Linked DNA regions of Zea mays: region 2 is linked to region 1. The links are chromatin contacts, called in public Hi-C maps. All regions are on one chromosome and are shown on one strand. Each heading gives the region's core, a stretch centred on a gene start, on an enhancer-like site or on the middle of the called end of the contact. The rest is flanking DNA. Distances are from core to core; before and after follow the strand shown.

The links. A called contact is a pair of places that touch in the nucleus more often than the background predicts.
Region 2: a Hi-C map of tassel shows a contact between it and region 1, with 2.1 times the contacts expected there. The contact joins the promoter of LOC100191152 here to the promoter of LOC100273974 in region 1. A contact is called at or near these places in 2 of 25 Hi-C or Micro-C datasets (ear and tassel).

The regions. Positions count from the first base shown.
Region 1 is chr5:87,581,796-87,588,008 of Zm-B73-REFERENCE-NAM-5.0, forward strand. LOC100273974 (Tubulin-specific chaperone E) reads left to right here and starts at 4,188. Exons shown (of 15, transcript NM_001360518.1): 1 at 4,188-4,511; 2 at 4,701-4,871; 3 at 5,041-5,087; 4 at 5,287-5,433; 5 at 5,528-5,602; 6 at 5,789-5,898; 7 at 5,979-6,106. The coding sequence starts at 4,202.
Region 2 is chr5:88,128,141-88,134,682 of Zm-B73-REFERENCE-NAM-5.0, forward strand. LOC100191152 reads left to right here and starts at 2,968. Exons shown (of 8, transcript NM_001136588.2): 1 at 2,968-3,279; 2 at 4,853-4,966; 3 at 5,046-5,141; 4 at 5,361-5,403; 5 at 5,527-5,682; 6 at 5,792-5,872; 7 at 6,106-6,204; 8 at 6,302-6,542. The coding sequence starts at 3,047. The coding sequence ends at 6,460.

The DNA of each region.
Region 1 (6,213 bases), core at 2,938-5,437:
ATCTATTGATGACACGAAGGATCCTTCGGCTGAAGCGAGCTTAGTTGGCGGAAAATTCTTTACTGACATCTGGGAGAATGGCGGCCGAGGGATGGCCCACGAGATAATAAAAAAGAGCGAAAAAGATTCTCACGATACAAGAGAAGCAGCAGAGGCAGCTGAAAAGACTGCAGAACTCGAAAGGCGGATAGGTATTGCCTAATTGTTTTTAACTTTATATTTTATTTTTGTGACTTCGAACTTATTTACGTTTTGTATCGCAGCTGAACTATCTCCTCCTCCAGAGCCTTTCGAGTCAATGGCCGACCTAGAAGCAGAGAAAGAAGATGAAATTACTAAAGTGGCCGAAGCTATTGTGGACGAAGCTGTTTCTCGACTGCTAAACGAAGCTGCGGAAATAGTTTTAAAAGAAGAATAGCTGTTATTGTAAAAACATTTGAAATATAATATTTGCTGAACAAAGTGTGTAACATTTTATAGTTTTGAATGTAATATATAAGCTGTTTGCAATTCAATTCTTTACGATGCATGAAACTTTACGTACATACCGCTTTTGAGCCTTCGACGAAAAAACACCTTCCCTTCTTTTCATGCTTCGTGAAGAATATCCATATTCCGTAAAAACATCCAATCTCCGTAAAAACATTATACTTTGTAAGCAATAGATCTCGTTTCATATTAGAGTTGATGAAGCTGTACTTCTTCAAAACTTATTTTGTGCCTTGGCACAACTTCTTCGAAGCAATTTCCGAAGATTAACATTGTATCCCCTTCTTGTGCCATTGATGCAATATGATGTATGATGTTATGTTATGCGAATGATGTAATAATGTTATGCTATGCAAAATGATATTTGTGCCGAAGATACACACACATTCCCACAGTAGAATACACAATCTCTTTGCTGTTTATTTTTCGGCTTCAGCGCTTATTTTTCGGTGTATCAGCGTTGACTTTTCGCTGTAAGTTCTGTATTCCCCTAGGAACGTCTTTTGAACTTCTTCGCCTTCTATTTCGGCGGTATTCGCGTTGACTTTTCGCGCTTCGCCTTATATTTCGGCGGAATCAACGTTTATTTTTCGCTGTAAGCTCTGCATTCCCTTTGGAACAACTTTTGAGCAGAAAACTTACGCTGCGCTCCCTTAGGAATGACTTTTTGTTGCTTCGGCAAACTTACGCTGCGTTCCTTAGAACGACTTTTTGTTGCTTCGACAAAACTTGTAATATAATTGTGAACCCCGCGTTCTCTTGAGAACAACTTTCGTGCTTTACCGACTTTTGGAACTTCGTGAGTATGTGAAGAAAGTATATTATATCATGACAATAACGAAGCTATTACAAGAAATTAAAAACAACAAAAGAACTAGGCTTTCAATGATTGCTCCTTATTAAAAAAGAAAATGATGACGAATGCAAAAACTGTTTCAGGGGTAGGATATCTCTTAGTAGATATGCATCGATTCTGGCACAATACTGTTGACTGTGTGAGCTTCGGACTCCTCCCTGAAGTCTCGCTGCTGATGAGTATGCTGACTCCCTTCTAGCTGTTGGCCTCGGGAGTATGCAGGTTGTATTGGTGGTGGAGGTGGAGGCTGTTGCCAAGATGCCTGTGGTTGGCTTGCCGAAGCAACAAAAGCTGCAGGATGGTTACCCACATACTCTGGTATGTATGGTGAGTGATACGAAGCAATGTGCATAACCTGCTTCGGCTGGTTCTGTTGGGCTGCAGCTTCTGCTATCTCCTTCTGTTTCTGAATGGTGACATGGCACATCCTTGTAGTATGGCCCTTGTCCTCACCACAGAATAGGCAATAAATTTTCCTGGGCTGATCCCTTAACCTTCCACCGAAGCCCCTGGCGCCTCTGCCCCTTGGAGCTGGGGGCCGAGGATAGCTTTGTTGCTGCCCCGAAGCCTGGGAGGAATATTGTGGTCTCTGTTGCTGACTTCCTCTGTCGTTATTCTCAGTGGAATGAATTGATCTGATGTGCCTTGGGTGGATTCTCCATCCGAAGCCCCTGGTCATTTCGGAGAACCTGTAAGCTTCCTCCCTTCTCTGTTGAAAGTCATTATCAGCGCGGATGTATTCATCCATCTTCTGAAGCAATTTTTCCAGGGCCTGAGGGGGTTTCCTGGCGAAGTATTGGGCCGTAGGTCCTGGCCGAAGCCCCTTGATCATGGCCTCAATGACAATTTCATTGGGCACTGTTGGTGCTTGTGCCCTCAGACGCAAGAACCTTCGGACATACGCCTGGAGGTATTCTTCATGATCTTGCGTGCACTGGAACAAAGCTTGAGCGGTAACCGGCTTCGTTTGAAACCCTTGGAAGTTGGTGATCAGCATGTCCTTCAGCTTCTGCCATGATGTGATTGTTCCTGGCCGAAGAGAGGAGTACCAGGTTTGTGCAACATTCTTGACTGCCATGACGAAAGATTTCGCCATGACTGCAGTATTGCCACCATATGAAGATATGGTTGCTTCGTAGCTCATCAGAAACTGCTTCGGATCTGAGTGTCCGTCATACATGGGGAGCTGGGGTGGCTTGTAAGACGGGGGCCAAGGTGTAGCCTGCAGTTCTGCTGACAGAGGAGAAGCATCATCAAAAGCAAAATTTCCATGATGGAAATCTTCATACCATTCACCCTCGTTGTAGAAACCCTCTTGGTGCAGCTCTCTGTGCTGGGGCCTTCGGTTTTGCTCATCTTGAGCGAGATGACGTACTTCTTCAGTGGCTTCGTCAATCTTCCTTTGTAGGTCAGCTAACCGAGTCATTTTTTCCTTCTTCTTTTGCACTTGCTGATGAAGCATCTCCATATTCCTGATTTCTTGGTCCAATTCATCTTCCTGGGGCGTTGCACTGGTGGCCTTCCTCTTCTGGCTTCGGGCCTCTCGAAGAGAAAGGGTCTCCTGGTTTGGGTCCAGTGGCTGCAGAGCAGCAATCCCTGTCACTGAAGCTTTCTTCGGTGGCATGACGAAGGTCAAATGCTTGCCGAAGGTGGTCGAAAGGATTCACCGGAGGTGGGCGCCAATGTTGGGGACTTGATCTCAAATGCTATGAGTTAAGAAAAAGGCAACACAAAGAATGTTAAACGTTAAAGTCCTTCGTCCTTCGAAGTATTATTTTCCTTGGGATATAATGATTTTCGGACGAAGGTTATGAAGGACTTACCTTCGTCAACAAGACATATAATAATGAAGAAAGAATCATATACAACATAAAAGGTGATATAAGCAGTCATGTATTATTATCAGCTCATTTCTATTTTATTACTATGGAAAAATAGAAATGATATTAAATTACAAGTGTACCTTCGGCTTAAAAGAAGGTAAAAGTACAAGCGTGACGCAAAAGCAAATGCAAAGTCAGCGTGAACAATACGGGAGCACTGTTCATCTATTTATAGGCACCAGACGCAGCCCATGTAAAATTACACCCATGCCCTTTACATTTGCTAATAACTCCATAGTAATCCATCGAGGTCTAAATAGCCTTTTCATCTTTAAGTCAGTTTCCTTTTCTGCTATCATGCCGAAGCTCCCCTGCGCATAGCTTCGGCTCTGCACCATCCTTCGTATTCCTTGTACTTCTTCATACTGTGGTTTTGATCCAAGTCCGAAGGTACCTGTTCATGTATTATACTCCAAAAACATTGTTAAATCATGTTTTTGAGGACCTTCGGAAGCCGAAGGCCCCCAACAAAAACATTTAGATAACAACCAAATCTAATCTACATCAAACCTAAACATAATAATTAATATTATAACTAAACAATTATCACTAGACACTATGTGTTTATTTTCATGTGTATTGTGCAATGTTCTTAATAGTTTTAATTCAACCATAGTATCAATTAAAAATTTATCTCTATTTTAGCTGCGACATTAATGGGTTCTTATTGGACTAGAGCATAATTAGCAATTTTCATCGTTAGAGGTCTTAATCTTGAGCAAAGTCTGAGCCCGCGTCATTAGTGTGGATTAGATATAATTTGATGATTACAAAATAAATTATTGTGATTTACTGTACATGTTCTATATAAGAAAGATTAGATATATTTTTAAGTTCGGTATTGTTTAGTTTCATCTACTATCAGTTTGGGCCGAACAAGCACAGCTGGGGCAAGCCCAATGGGCTTCCATCACTCATCACGCCTCTCACCAATCACGACCAGATGCCCAGTTGCCCACCACGGCGTCCAGTCATGTCCAGCACCACCGCCGCTGCTTTCCGCCTGGGCCAGCGCGTGCACGCCGCCGGCGACCCCCGCCGCCTAGGCACGGTGCGCTACCTGGGCCCCGTAGAGGGCCACGGCGGAGTCTGGGTCGGCGTCGACTGGGATGATGGCGCTGGCGGCCGGCACGATGGCTCGCTCGCCGGCCGCCGATACTTTGTTGCCGTGGGAGAGTGCTCGGCCACCTTCGCGCGCCCCACGGCGCTCAGCGGAGGGATCTCGCTCCCGGACGCGCTCCGCCTACGTTACCGCGTTCAGGACTTCACCAAGGAGGAACAGGGTTAGTGCAGTACTGCAGTGCGTGCCGACCGACGCCTCCTGAATTTGCTGCCTCCACAGTTCCTTTGATCCGGCAATGCTCACTTCCTTTTTCAGCTAAGGAGTAGAAATATTTGTGCAAACATCACCTCAATTTCTTGAATTCCCTCCGTAATAACCCTGACTGCATGCTTTGACGCACTGTGTTCAGATGAGATGTATGTCTTCTCGACAAGCCAGAAGCGGGTCTCGGTTGAATTTGTTGGCACAGACAAAGTTCAGGAGAAGCTCAACAACTTCAATGAGTTGGCCAGTGCATCCGTTTCTTACATGGGAGTGAGCTCAATTGGAGCGCCCAATGAACTAAACAGTTTGGTTCCAAGTAAATACTGTATCATCATCTTGTCCATTTACTGCTTGTTTTTATTGTAAATAAGCCATAATGCGTCTAGCAATTGGAGCAGGTCGTTCTGCTATCATTTATTTCTTCAGGGACTTATTAAAGCCTAGGTTTCCATTTGTTCTGACAGCTATTTTTTTGCATGTTCCAGATCTCAAACTTCTTGACTTAACTGGAAATCTGTTCTCACAGTGGCAAGTAAGAATTCCCACAGAATGGTTCTTGTTACTTCAATTGCTATACTTAGTCACTTACAATTGGTGTGACTTTATATAACATCAAAGCAACAAGAGAAAGTCTTGGTGGTACTACCAAATGTTTGCAGCATATCCCCTGTGCTTCTGTGTTTAACTGTTTATTCATTTGTTGTGTCTAAAACATTTTGGTTCCCACTCAGGATATATTCTCTCTTTGTCAAGCACTGGCATCCCTGGAAGTTCTTAATTTGACAAATAATACCATGGAGAATGATGTTGTAGAAACTCCAATGCTCGAGAATATCCGAATTCTTGTTCTCAATAACTGTGGTGTAACATGGGAACTGGTATACCCAATTGCTGTCAGACTGTCACTTTGAAGCTTTTGTTGTTAGTCATTGCCAATCACACTGTGAGCTCATTTTAAGTTTTTAAAAACAGGTTGAAAAGATTAAAGTTTCCTTTTCATGTATCAGTGAACTCCACCTGATGTCAAACAGGCTTAATATGATCATGGTTAGTGTTCCTTCTTATATGACAACTTCCATGTGCATCTGATGATAATAGAGAACACATCTAGGTGTTTTGGATTATTCTTTCCAATATTTCGAGTGGATGTTTTTCTTGCTTCAGCAAGGCATACACCAACGTTAAAAACTATGATTTTTTGTACATCTAACGGCATCTCGCTTTCGTATCTAGACCCTAGATGGAAAGTTCGTACAAGGTTTCAACACACTGCGGCTCCTAAATCTAGAAGATAATCATATTGATTCATGGGATGAAATTGTGAAACTTTCTTACTTAAGAAGGTAATAATGGAAATAGTAATGTTTTCACCCTTGATTTCGGTAGTGTGAATATTTATCATCTCTCTCCCTTGTTTCTCCAGTTTGGAACAACTCCATTTGAACAAAAACAGGTTAAAGCATGTGAAATATCCATCTAATCTTTCACCAGATGGACCTATTGATGATGCAGCTGCTGTGCCATTTGAAAATTTGCAAGTTCTTTTGTTAGGTATATGCATTCTGTGGGGGTTAGATTTTGTTGTCTTTGCCATATAATAAAGAACCCAAGATTCGAGCATAATTCTGTTTAACTTTAGTACTGCACTAGTGCTTTCT
Region 2 (6,542 bases), core at 1,718-4,217, 550 kb after region 1:
TTTGAATGGTCCAATAAAGCGAGGGGATAGCTTGCCTTTCACTTTGAATTTCCTCATTCCACGAATTGGTGACACCTTGAGGTACACGTGGTCACCATCTTCAAATTCCATTGGTCTTCTTTGGTTATCAACATAACTCTTCTGTCGAGTCTGTGCTATCCTCAAGTTCTCTCGGATCATACGAACTTGTTCTTCTGCCTCTTGAATAATTTCAGACCCAAAGAACTGCCTTTCACCAGTATGATCCGAATAAAGAGGAGTTCTGCACTTTTTTGCCATATAAAGCTTCAAATGGTGACATTTTTCAGACTGGCCTAATAACTATTATTGTAGGAGAACTCTGCATATGGTAGACTCTTGTCCCAACTGCCTCCATGCTTAAGGGCACAAGCTGTTAACATATCCTCAAGTACTTGGTTGGTTCTCTCAGTCTGACCATCAGTTTGGGGATGATAGGTCGAACTGAAGTTCAACTTTGTATCCATGTTCTCATGAAGACTCTTCCAAAATCTTGAGGTAAACTGAGATCCCTGATCCGAAACAATCTTCTTCGGTACACCATGTAGGCACACAATTCGAGCCATATATAACTCTGCCAACTGAGAGTCCATGTAAGTAGTCTTGACCGGAATGAAGTGAGACACTTTGGTTAATCTATCCACAATCACCCATATGGAATCATAACCCTTCAGGGTGCGAGGCAACCCGACAATGAAATCCATACCAATTTATTCCCACTTCCATTCGGGTACTTTTAACGGGTGTAGCGGTCCAGCTGGTCTTTGATGTTCAGCTTTGACTCTTTGGCATACATCACACACAACCACGTGTGTAGCTACATCTCTTTTCAACCCATACCACCAGTACTTCTGTTTCAGATCCTGGTACATCTTGGTGCTACCAGGATGAATAGAATAATCAGAGTCATGTGCTTCCTTTAGAATGGTTTCACGAAGATTGTCAATCTCAGGAACACATATCCTGTTCTTGAACCATATTGTGCCTTGTCCATCCTCCGTGAAGTCTGGACCTCTACCTTCAACCATCAGATCATTGATTTCTTGGATTTTAGCATCACCAATCTGACCCTTGTGTATTTCTTGCTCCAAGGTAGGTTCTACTTCGATAGTGGTCCCTTTAGTATGTGCAACTATTCCTAGGTTGAGTCTTTTGAAGTCTTCTACTAACTCATCGGGTAACTGAGCGACAATAGCTGCATGCACATGCTCCTTCCGACTCAAGGCATCCGCAACCAGATTCGCCATGCTCGGATGATAGTGAATCTCCAAGTCATAATCCTTGCCTAAGGTTGAGATCTTTCTGAGTGAAGATATACTTTAAGATCTCATGATCAGTGTAGACTTGGCACTTAGTCCCCATATTATAATGCCTCCAAATCTTGAGAGCATGCACTACGACTGCCAATTCTAAGTCATGAGTGGGGTAGTTCAACTCATATTTCCGCAACTAGCGAGATGCGTAGGCGATGACATGTCCTTCTTGCATAAGAACACATCCCAAGCCCTGGCGGCACACATCACAATATATGTAAAATCCCTTCTGCGGCTCTAGCATAACCAGCACTAGGGGTGGCATCAATCTTAACTTCAGTTGATTGAAACTATCTTGACATTCACGAGACCACTTAGACTCCTTTCCCTTCTCTAATAGTGAAGTCATAGGATTAGCAATCTTGGAGAATCCTTCAATAAATCTCCGGTAGTAACCCGCGAGTCCCAAGAAACTCCGGATTTCAGTAACCGAGCTTGGTATCTTCCATCCCACTATCTCTCTTACTTTAGCCGGATCCACTGATATTCCTCCATTGGAGATGATGTGTCCAAGGAATGGCACTTCGTCAAGCCAGAACTCACACTTGCTATACTTGGCATAGAGTTGATTATCCCGTAACTTTTGTAGCACCATTTGCAGATGTTCCTCATGATCAGAGAGAAGATGTGGGGAAGGGGAGTGGACTTGCATGTCATGTATTATAGGGATACAAATTAAGAGTTTGCTGGAGCAATGAATAGTGTCTTATATCACGCAAAATATGGATGCGGAGTGCAATAGGGTAGCTGGTGGAGTTGGTCTTAAATATACTAGAGGAATGTAAATCAGACATCTCATATTTCTTTGTGGCTCGATTCGACGGTGGATATCTCTTTGATAACGTGGTCTGCCTGTTTTGTGAGGAAACCCACTCGTTCTAGAGTATTAGGCCATCTACAACAGATCTTCTATCTTATCTCATATTTCAAACTTTCCTCTTAAATAGTGTTATCTACAGTTTCACGTCCCCTATTTTACATGGTTATTGAAGACAGTCTTAAGATAACATAACCATAGTTTTATAGATTATGCATGATGCACATGTATGACATCCTCACACATCATTTTATTTTTGATGTGGGGTGTTTTGTTTTCTTGATTAAAGTTTAGTTCGTGTCAAATATAATTATTAAATATAATCTGGTTATAAAATTGATTATACAAAACTGAATGGTAAGACAAATTTGTTAAGCCTAATTAATACATGATAAGTAAATATCTACTGTAACATCGTATTAGTGAATCATGAACTAATTATGATTAATAGGTTTGCTTCATTGTTTAGTTATTATCTGTGTAAATTAAATTTAATACTTGTAGCTAGTATCAAAATATTTAATATGATGAAACTACAATTTAGTCTCTTGCATTTAAACACCTTTAGAGGTTATGACTATTAAATTGTATAAACATATTTTTATATTGTAGACCGTGCTATTTATAGAATATTTATATAGAATATTTATAGAGTGAGAAAGCTGGTGGACCGTGATCTGACATCGCAACGAAAAAGAAAATAACGACACCTGACCTGGGCCGCAGCGTCACATCCGGACCCATCTCACAGTGACACAGACGATCGAGCCCGAAACCTACACGTTACACGTATCACGTCCCAGCCGTTTCCCTCAGCTCGGTGGAGGCCCTCAAGTCCTACGCGCTCCGTTCCCCTTTCCCTTTCCGAAGCTTCTCGACCCCCCATCCCCTCCCTGACATGGCCGACAACGCGAAGGCCGCGGCGGCGCATGCGAGGCCGGAGTCGTCGCAGGAGGAGGAGGAGGACTGGAAGGAGGCCGAGGGGGACGTCGCCGAAGTCGACCGCGCCGCCACCAATGGCGCCGGCGAGGGGGGCGTGCCCACAGACAGGCCGATCCGGGTCTACGCCGACGGCATCTACGACCTCTTCCACTTCGGCCATGCCAAGTCGCTGGAGCAGGCCAAGAAGTCGTGAGAACACCGCCCCCACCCTCCTCCTCCGCCTATTGGGCCTGCCGTCTCCGGCCGAATTGAACTGCCCCACGATCTGCCCCTCGCGCTGGCGTGGGGGGCCGGGCGCTGTTGCGTGCTAGCGTGCAATGGTCGCTTTAGCAGCGTTTGCGGTGGCGTCTGGATCGCGCTCCATCAGACGGTTCGGTGCGAGATTGGCGCTGAGTTGTTTCTCCCCACGTCTTCCCTTTGTGGCATTTTTGTGATGAGTTGTCCCACGCGTCTAGCAGTTCGGGAATGTTTTTCTATGAGTAAATTACCCCGTGTGATGATTTTTGTGTACATATTGATGTGAGTTGATTGAAATCCCCATTTAGTGTTGTCTGCGGCTTGCTTGATGTGCGATATTGCTTTAGGCGTCCATCCTTTTTAGACAATTAGACGGGTTGTTTGGTGAGGACTGCAGGTCCATTCTTAGTACTGCTACCTAATATGATATGACTGGATCGTTTAGTTGCAAAAAACATGTGCCAGTTTCCTCATTAGTGCAGTCCGATTCGGAATCATTAATGTGCTTCCCTTTAGCCTGTTGTGTTGATTCAGAGTGCTTGGGTACTTGAACTTTTTTAGCTGAGAGGCTTATACTATGATTCTCTTGTTCAGATACAAATTGGCATGCATTATTTTGTAGCTAGGATGCTTGAGCTTCTTCCAATTATTGAGATTTGCGACGACATGAAGATTGCTTCCCAGTTTTATTCTTTGAGATACCAGCAGCACTCATGCATATCGTAGTGAAATGAGTCCGTTCTATGGAAATTTACTTGTGGCCTGAATCGATTTGTGGTTTCTGATGAATTTGGCATTCCCTATTTGGTTATACCTACCGTCAGCGCTTGAGAAAGGTCATACCCCTGGCTGCCGCTAAGACACATTTAAGGCTTCCAGTATAGTAAGCTACCGCGAGGCCCGCCGCTCCTAGGGCCCCATGCCCCGATGGCCAAGGCAGAGGCTTGAACTGGATAACTTGATACTGGGGCACCCCGAAGTCATAACTACACCATAGTGCTGTAAGTAGTCACCAAGGGACCCGGGGTCCACGGGTTCCAAGGAGCTCTAAGGCTTGGATACGTTTCTGTTTCTACAAAAAGACACAATCGAACGAAGTTACTCTTGCAATTATGTTAGCTTTAAGTTCTATCTTTTCCTCAAATTTATCCATGTATCAGAACTTTAGGTACCTGTGGCGTGCAGGAAGAGCAAGAAACAAGTCCATTCAGGTTACTGTATAGTGGGAGCTTCTAGCTTTTCTGTGATATTAGTACCTTTCATAAGCAACCATGTGGCCTTTATCAGTTTCTTAAGTGTGAAGCTTGATTTAGATCTTTAAAGGTAACTTCATAGTAACAGTATTACCTTAATCTTTGCTGTGCATATAACTTTCAACTGCCATTGGCCTTGTTCACATCTCTGCTGTGCGTAATTACTTTGAACTGTCACTGGCCTTGTTAACATCTATGCTTGAGCACTATTAAAAAATTCTCTCCTGTAGCTATTTTAATATGCGCCTGAATAAGTGCTTTCAAATCTGCAGGTTTCCAAACACATATCTTCTTGTTGGATGCTGCAATGATGAGTTGACACATAAATTCAAAGGAAGAACTGTTATGACTGAGGATGAGCGATATGAGTCACTTCGTCATTGCAAGTAACCACTCTCTTTTTTGTTATAATTTTGTTTAATTAGTGCCATAATTGTATTTTATATATATATTCTGCATTTCCAGGTGGGTTGATGAAGTCATTCCAGATGCTCCATGGGTGGTGACAGAAGAGTTCTTGGATAAGCATAACATTGATTTTGTTGCTCATGATTCTCTGCCGTAAGCACTCGTTCTAAAAAAACTTGATGGCTTCGTTACACAGTAAATATTTCCAAGGAACTGCCTGAGATGATACATATGGCCATCATTGTTGTGATGTGTTTTCACCATTTAGAGTTCATATTATATTCAGAGTCTTTGGTCTACACGATGCTGAGTTTGAAATCTAAGTCTATTTGGTTAATTTGTACCCTCTTTTTCCTATTTGAACGAAGACAGGTATGCTGATGCTAGTGGAGCTGGTAACGATGTTTATGAACATGTGAGTCGTTTAAGCTTCAGATTAAGAAATAAATTTATAATCTCGATACTAACAGTATCAATGAAATAATATTTTTGGTCTGTGGTTTTGTGACAATAACTAATGGCAATGTTGCTTTATCAGGTAAAAAAGCTTGGTAAGTTTAAGGAGACTCAGCGCACTGATGGGATATCAACATCGGACATTATAATGCGGATTGTTAAAGATTATAATGAGTATGTTATGCGGAATCTGGCCAGGGGCTACACTAGAAAGGATCTTGGTGTTAGTTATGTCAAGGCATGTGATACAAACCCAAAGCTATATCCAGTAATTGCATTGTTTGATAGTTGTCTGGTAGTATCGTTTTTGTTGTGCTTTTCCAACTGATCCTTATATGTCTTAACAGGAAAAACGACTGCGAGTGAACATGGGACTTAAAAACCTGCGTGACAGAGTGAAACAGCACCAAGAAAAAGTAGGGGAGAAGGTATTTGCATCTACCATCGTGTTTATTTAACCCCATCAGGCTTTGTTTGGATAAAGAGGGATTGAAGTGGATTGAGGTATTTTAGGGATTGAAAAGAAATTAGTTCATATTACACTTCAATACACCTTATACCACCTCAATCCAAGATTACCCAAACAAGCCCTCACTTTATTTAGACAGGGTTGGTGCCCTTTTGTCCATTAGCCTTCTGAATTACTCATGTTTGTTTACAGTGGAGCACGGTTGCAAAACTCCAGGAAGAGTGGGTGGAAAATGCAGACCGCTGGGTGGCTGGTTTCTTAGAGAAGTTTGAGGAAGGGTGCCACTCAATGGTCAGTTACCCTCTGACCACCCTTCGCAGAGAGTCCATTGCTTTCGATTAGGAGTCCACTGCTCATTTATGTATTCTTGTTTCCAAAACTTCCTCAGGGGACAGCCATCAAGGAGAGGATCCAGGAGAGGCTCATCAAGGCACAATCCAGCGACTTTGGCAGCCTCCTACAGTACGACAGCTACGATTCTGATGAAGCCAAAGAAAACGACGAGGACGAAGACGAAGATGAACTCTTTGAAGACGTCAAGGAATAGCACCTCCGTACATATACAATGGTTTTGTAGCTGCAAATTGTGTTGTGAGTCAGTTGCCTCTCTCTGGTTGGTGATCTTTATA